2 separate regions of the Ovis aries genome follow, and region 2 is linked to region 1. Evidence: chromatin contacts called from public Hi-C data. All regions are on one chromosome and are shown on one strand. Each heading gives the region's core, a stretch centred on a gene start, on an enhancer-like site or on the middle of the called end of the contact. The rest is flanking DNA. Distances are from core to core; before and after follow the strand shown.

The links. Hi-C and Micro-C count contacts between places; a contact is called where the count stands out from the background.
Region 2: a contact with region 1 is called in a Hi-C map of liver, with 7 times the contacts expected there. The contact joins two enhancer-like sites. A contact is called at or near these places in 3 of 16 Hi-C or Micro-C datasets (liver, mixed tissues and retroperitoneal adipose tissue).

The regions. Positions count from the first base shown.
Region 1 is chr3:128,235,619-128,239,165 of ARS-UI_Ramb_v3.0, reverse strand. No RefSeq gene overlaps it. Among named protein-coding and RNA genes, the nearest start is that of BTG1, 300 kb to the left of the region's middle. Within about 2 kb of position 1,920, at least 25 of the 54 cell types and tissues checked have an H3K27ac peak or open chromatin away from gene starts, as enhancers often do. A contact at or near this core is called in liver, where this site is marked.
Region 2 is chr3:128,468,577-128,472,123 of ARS-UI_Ramb_v3.0, reverse strand. It overlaps LOC121819090 (a long non-coding RNA gene), which reads left to right. Exons shown (of 5, transcript XR_009600206.1): 4 at 1-3,547. Among named protein-coding and RNA genes, the nearest start is that of BTG1, 68 kb to the left of the region's middle. Within about 2 kb of position 1,538, at least 19 of the 54 cell types and tissues checked have an H3K27ac peak or open chromatin away from gene starts, as enhancers often do. A contact at or near this core is called in liver, where this site is marked.

The sequences.
Region 1 (3,547 bases), core at 671-3,170:
GAGGACAGAATGGGGAGGAATGAAGAGATACATGTAAAAAATCATCAGTGTTCTAGTTCTTGCCCTGGATGTTGAGTTCACAAATATTTATTATTTGTTGAATGAATGAATGAATGAACTAAGTAAAATAAAAGAGGGTCATGCATGGATCAGTGTTGATAGTGTATCATGACTCATGAATTAATTCAAATCTGTATAACACAGGTTTGTTTAAAAATAAAGCATGAGAACAAAAACATTTTTAAAGCTATTGCTGATTTCATGTTTAATTTTTAATTTTTCCAGTTGAAGAAATAAAAGGCAGAAGGAATCTGATTGTATATACTTATAATACATGTAAACAGCAATTGAATGGATATTCATTTTTGGAAGACTTACAATCTCATGTCATTATGAACAATCACAGAATGTGCAGCACACAGGTAGGTACTTGAAAATCCAGGCACTTCTAAATCCAGATTCTATTAGGATTTTGTTTGGAATAAGAGGATGGGCAGGAATGGTCCCTCAGAGAAATGACATTTCATTAAAATAATATCTAGAGCATTCTGTCAGTAAGGATTGAGTCTGCTATGTGATATTATTCGGTTTTTATCTTTTAATGATGATTTTGTTTCTTACAACCTCGTGTCAGTTTCATTCAGTTCAGTTCAGTTCAGTCACTCAGTCGTGTCTGATTCTTTGCTACCCCATGAACTGCAGCATGCCATTCTTTTTTTCTCCATCTCTATTTTTTTCTTTCGTCCTTTTAAGAAGTGACTGCAATCTGTGTAAAGCTAATATTATAACTATTACCTATATTAAGCAATCAGGATCCATGGCTACCTGGACTGAATGAAATGGAAAAACTGGTCAGTCATTTACTTTCTGTGATTTATATCAACTTTATCTGAACAATTTAAACCTCTGAACTCTAAGCTTACAGCTATATCTCAATAGGGAGTTGTATTCTTCATAAATAAAATTCAGACTCTCTGGTCTCCCATGTTGAATGATTAAATGTCCAGAACAGTCAAAACGTATAGCTGGAGCAGACTGTACATGACATGTCATGAGGATTAGGCTGTGGTGTATGTGTATTAGGAGTTTTTTTGTGGGGAGGGCATGCACAGAGATAGATCTGAATATCTTTGTATACTTTACCCAAGTGACCCTATGAATAGAAGCAGAACAGCACCTTCTGTTTGCTTGTTTCTTTCAGGCCTTTATTACAAATTGTAGGTTTAAAAAAAATCTCTTTATGTTCCTTTTGTTGTTGTTAGTGTCCTATTTAAAAATTTTGGTGCCCCAGGACAGGGGTTGTTGCTTACCATTGCATAGCATGTAATAGTGTCAGCTCCAAGGCCGGGTGGCAAATATGTGTTGTATGATTGACGAGCCCTCTCCCATTGGCAATGAGACTGCTTTTGCAATTGGTCTCCTTAAATAGCACTACTTACTTGTTAAAAACGTGCTTTCCACATTGGCTTAGATCTTTCATTGGCATAAGCCCTTGGCCACTCTGCTCTGACACAGATCACTTTCTGATCACTCGGCAGTTTTCTGACCTCCTTCTCACAGGGAGACATGTTGACAATTGCATCCGTTTTCATTCAACAGCACTGTTGTGCCCAACCCCTACCTCTAAATTGCAGTTCTTTGATTCTTTATTACCCATCTAACGTGCCCCAGCCTGGTCTGGGATTCCACAAAGTCCTTGGCTTTAGATTATAAATAGGGTTGCAACTCAAGTGGAGTCTTGTCAGCCTGTTTACTAGGCTGCTTTCAAGATTGCTCAAACCCAAATAGCCAGGGGAGAGATGGAAACTTAATTTGTTTCAGGCTTCTATGCCTGGAGGCAAGGCAGACTCTGATTCCCATGAGCAGACTACTAAATGTTTTCACTCTGGGTGAGCAGCAAAGACTTCATGCACAGGACATACAGAGACTTCCCAGCAGGTACAGTTCATGCTCAAATAATAGGCTTACCTGTCACACACGGAACAAGACCCATGTACCCAGGAGGTTGAGCAATTCTTTGCTTGTTCAATATGTTAATCCTTAACTCAGTTAAACAGAGGCACTGGCACACACTGCAGAAAGTACAGCAAACACTCCATGTGCCAAACACGATGGGACTTTTTCCTGCTCTCCTCTGTCTTCACCTCCACCAGTCTCTACTGGAATAACAAGTTTTAAAGTCCTTTCTGCTGTCCTGGAAGCTGTTATTGTGGAGACAAAACCCTGCCATCAGGGCAAACAAAACTTATGCAATATTGAAGCCAGTGTTCGGAAGAAAGACTCTTAGGCAAGAATTAAGTTTGAAATTGTAATGTGTTAAGTGACATAATATGAAAGAATTACTGTTTTGTGATCCATGTAGAAAAAGGGATGGTACACTGAATGTGTCCCAATGATTTAATTTAATTCAGTTCAGAAATTGTTTATGAACACCAATCATGACGCCTTGAATTAGACTATATGTTAGACACTGAACGGGAAGAGAACAGATTCTGCTTAGGAAGCCCACAGTTTGGATGCTGACTGAGTCACACAGGCCAGTGCAACACCTGTGACGAACACAGAGAACAGCCTGTAGTAAGCATTTAATAACCAGTGTGCTTTTGTGTTATTTTTGCGTTATTATTATTAATGTGACAAGTATCCTATTTCTGCTAAGTGTCAATTACAGAACTGGCTGAATATTTTTTATTACACCTATGGGAGGCTTACTATAGAAAGTAATATATGAACTGATTCTTGAATAGTGATCCTGCTAGTAGGAAGAAGGGAAGGACATTTCGATGTAGGGGATGGCATGTACAAAACATCCCTGGCATAAAGGAACAGCCACTTACTTCAGTGGCAAGAAGTGTCTAGATCCCTCCTGGCAGGCGAGGGCACACATGGCAAGAGAACAGTCCACCCTACTCTAGTCCAGACTTATGGTCCTTGTCCAGGATAGACCAGACCAGGATAACGTGAGACAGTGTAGACAGAGGGAGGTTTCGAAACACAGCAAACGAACGCATCCAGAGTAAGCAGAAAGCAATGCCAGCGGTCAAGCTTGAAGAGCCAGCTGAATCTGTGGGTGGGATAATGAGTAATTCAGTGAAACGTCAATAGGGATTGGAAGGATGACAAATGAAGATCTGGAAGTAAGTTGGAAGTGAGGGTATTTCATTTGGATTACGATTGCCACCACTGAAAATAGATGAGACAAGATGGAAAAGCACCACCTAGGAAGCAGTGCAAAATTCAGGTAGGTGATAATGACCTGAAATCAGGCAGTAGTACTGGGTTCAAGTGTGAGAAAAGGTTAGGAAGCAAAATGCATCACTCTCGATAAACAATGGAATGTGAGGCTGAAAGGATAGGTGTAGAAAATGCTGCTGTGGTGCTCAGGGTCAACACTTTGCAGAGAGTGGGATATAGACTGAACAAATAACTGATTTATGTTGACCCAATAGGTAGAATACATGAGTCTGGAAACCAAAGAGAAGGACCATTGGCCTCTCTTCATCATCATTCTTTAGGCAAACCCTTCTGTGGGTTTATGTTTCCCATC
Region 2 (3,547 bases), core at 289-2,788, 230 kb before region 1:
AATATTTCTCTATCCTTTGAAGATGCCATGTGAATAAAGGAGTGAGAGGAAAGATGTGTGGTTGCAGGAGGTGACCTTGAGAAAATCCAAGTGTATTTATTTGCTAGGACTGCCATAAGAGAGTAGTTGGTTTAAACAACAGACCTGGAGACTAGAGTCCAAGCTGAAGGTGCCAACAGGGTTGACTTCTTCTAAGAGCGGTGGGGCTTCTCCGGTGGCTGAGTAAAGAATCTGCCTGCCAATGCAGGAGATGCTGGTTTGATCCTCGGGTTGGGAAGATCCCCTGGAGAAGGAAATGACAACTTACTCCAGTATTCTTGCCTAATAAATCCCATGGACAGAAGAGCCTGGCGGGCCACAGTCCATGGGGTCGCAGAGTTGGACATGATTTAGCAACTAAACAACAACAGCAGCAAAGGCTGTGTGAGAGAATCTGTTCCCCTCCTGCCTCCTGGTTTCTGAGGATTTGCTGGTCATATATAGTCTTCCTGGGCTTAGGCATGCTTCATCCTGAATTCTGCCTTCATAGTCACATAACTGTCGCCCTGTGGGCCGCCTTGTCTCTGTATCCACATTTCTCCTCTTTCACGAGGGCACAGTCATATTGGAGTAGGGCCCCACCTCATGACCTCACCTTAACGTGATCATCTGCGGCCCCATGTTTCCAAATAAGGTTACATTCACAGGTATTGGAGGTTAGGACCTCAACATCTTTGGGAGAGAACCATTCAGCTTATAACACTTGGATTGACTGGAGGTGGAAAAATCCATTTTCTTCTTCTGTACCGAACTTCGATACGGAAGTTTCGGGGCTGTGCGTGAACGTTGCCTGTTGCTCACCGTCACAACTCACCAGTGCAAAGGCTGTTCTTTTCCACCTGTCTTGTGTTTATGTTCTCCTAAATAAGATTGCATATTGCTTTGTTACTAGCAGTGTAACTTTCTCCAAGGGAACGACTGTGTATGGTTTTGGAAAAGATGAATGGAATGAAATTTTCCATTTCAAGTATGAGAAATTGATCCAAACCATATAGTACTTCAGCAAGTAAGAACTGCTTTTAGATTCTTGCTAGCTGTTCTTTCACTCACAATTCCCCATCTCCGTCCCATGCAGGCATTCACATAATTCTAAAGCACACGCATGCATCTGCGTGCAGACAGACAGACAGACACACACACACAGAAAGTATGGTTTCCCAAAAGAAGACCTTGCTTTGGTCTGAAACAAGGCTACCCAAACAAGGTATTCATTTTCATTCCTCTGATGTAAAAGATTTCTTTTATCTTTTTTTTTTTCTGTTGTCTGTTTGGTTTTGTGTGTACGTGCGCGTGTGCACGTGTGTTTTATTACCCTCCACTGGTAGGTGATCGTCTCTTAGATGCCCAACCAGCTGTCTGCCGGCAGTAGAGGAAAAAGATAAACCCCTACTGGTTTCCCCCAGAGAAAACCTGCTTTATCTCAAGGAGCCGAGCTGCCAGGTGGGGTTGAGTAAACTCTGGGGTTACGATACAGTTGAGGCACAAAGTTCACCACCAACGTAAACCAGCCAGCCCAGTTCTGCTTTTTAATGTGCTCTAAACTGACAGAACTGAGCAATGTAAACAAGGGTGAAGCAATAGCTTCAGGAGCAAAAGGGGCCGAGATCTATTGACGACTAGTGGGTGAATTGGCTGCTTTAGCATCCTTATGCTTGGAATACCATTTTGTTAACTTGCCCACAAAACTTACTAGGAAATTAAGGCTGAGAGGGGAGAAGGTATGTGGAAATTTTAAGAGAGAAATTGTCCGTTGCCTGCTGGGCTTACAGAGTTAGAAGGACTTTATTATTAGAGCAACCACTTCAACCATCTTGCCTTACTTAGGCGAGGAAACTGACACTCGGGTAAATTAAATGCATGGGGCTGTATGCTTTAACGCAAAGTTTTGGGACCTTGGGTCGGTGTCTCTAACTTTGTAAATGGAGATACTAATAGGTGAACACTGTAGGTGATGGGTTGTTATGGGCCTTTAATGAGAGAGCACGGTCTGCGTTCCTAATGTGTCACCTTGTGAGCTACCTTTCCTCCTTAGGCCGGGATTACTCAGCTAATTAGTCCCAGAAGAGGGACTTGACATCATTTCTTAGCTGGATGTTTTACCTTTGCCTGTGTTACCTCAGCTAAGAAGCACATGATTTTGGAAATCCCCAGAAGAATGAGCTCTACGGTTAAATGAAAAAGCTCTTTCCAAATAGTTGTTTCCAGCGGCTCCACCAGCAACTTTCGCCAGAGCTGTTAATAATTAACCAAGGGGAGTGACTGGATGGAAACTTATCCAGGCCTCTCCAACGTGTTGTTTGCCAGAAACGGCGTGAGAGGCAGCCAAAAGAAGGATGAGAGGAGAAAGCCAGGGGCCTGTGAAAACACGTGTGTGATCGAACGTCCTGGCTCTTGGACAGATGGAGCCGTGAGACACAGAAGCACTTTCTCCATTTGTGTGTTTACGGGTTCAGGACCTCATTTCAGATCCAGAAGAGTGGACCAAGGCTCTCGGTTTTCTCAGTGGTGTTTACTTACTCGATAGATAAAACTGATTAGTGACTTTCTGCAGCTTTATCTGAATCCCAGTCACTGTTTTGATGCTGTGACCTTAGTAAGGGATCACATACAGTGGGTTTTGGAAGAGAATGGGGACGAATGGAGGGAGCAGGAGAGAAGGAGTGTGTTTGAGCATCAGGCATTGTTGTCCATGCTCTGGTGCTTGGCAATGCTGCATCGAGACCGGAGGTCAAAGAATGCTTAAGCTAGATACAAAAATAGAAGAAGAACCGAGGACCCCTGACTTCTCTCTAAAACACCAGTGAAGAAATTGTTCAGTGCCAGTGGTGGGCTGCCAGGTGAAGCCTGTGTCCCTAACTTTGCTCACTTTCACTGTTTAGTTCCACTGAGCAGTTGGTAACATGGCTATGTCACTGGAAGCTGTCTTTTCTCAGGAATGATCAGACGCTTGTCCAACAATGTCAAAGTAAGGCCAGATCGTTTTCCCACCCAGTTTCAGAATGAGAGGTCAAAGTGCTCCAGGTGATGTGAATTGATAGCCACCCCAAGTTATCAAACACTCAGAGGCTGTCCGGGCCACCACCGTGCAACAGTTGCTCAATGGTTCCTTGTTGAGCAAATAAGTGACGGAAGAGGCTAATGATGAAGGCCGTTGCCCTTGATTTAGATGACTCACACCAACCTTGACTTGTTGGGCAACTATCCTTTTATTGATGGTAACTTGTTGAATTCCACTTTTAAATCCAGACACTAAAGAAAACAAAGCACTATCACTAAGAAGCAAATGAGATGGATGATTTCATTTGAATTTTTCAAATGTTCAGCTCTCACGTTACAGAAGTTTAAGTGGGACTCCTCTCTTGTTGAAAAGAAAGATATTAATATCTTCACTGTAGGGTTGCTGTGAGGATTAATAAGTCAATACATGCTTAGGACACTGTCAATAGTGAGGGCTCAGTAAGCATTAGGTTTTATATTACCATGTTTGATCTTGCTTTTGAAATAGTTT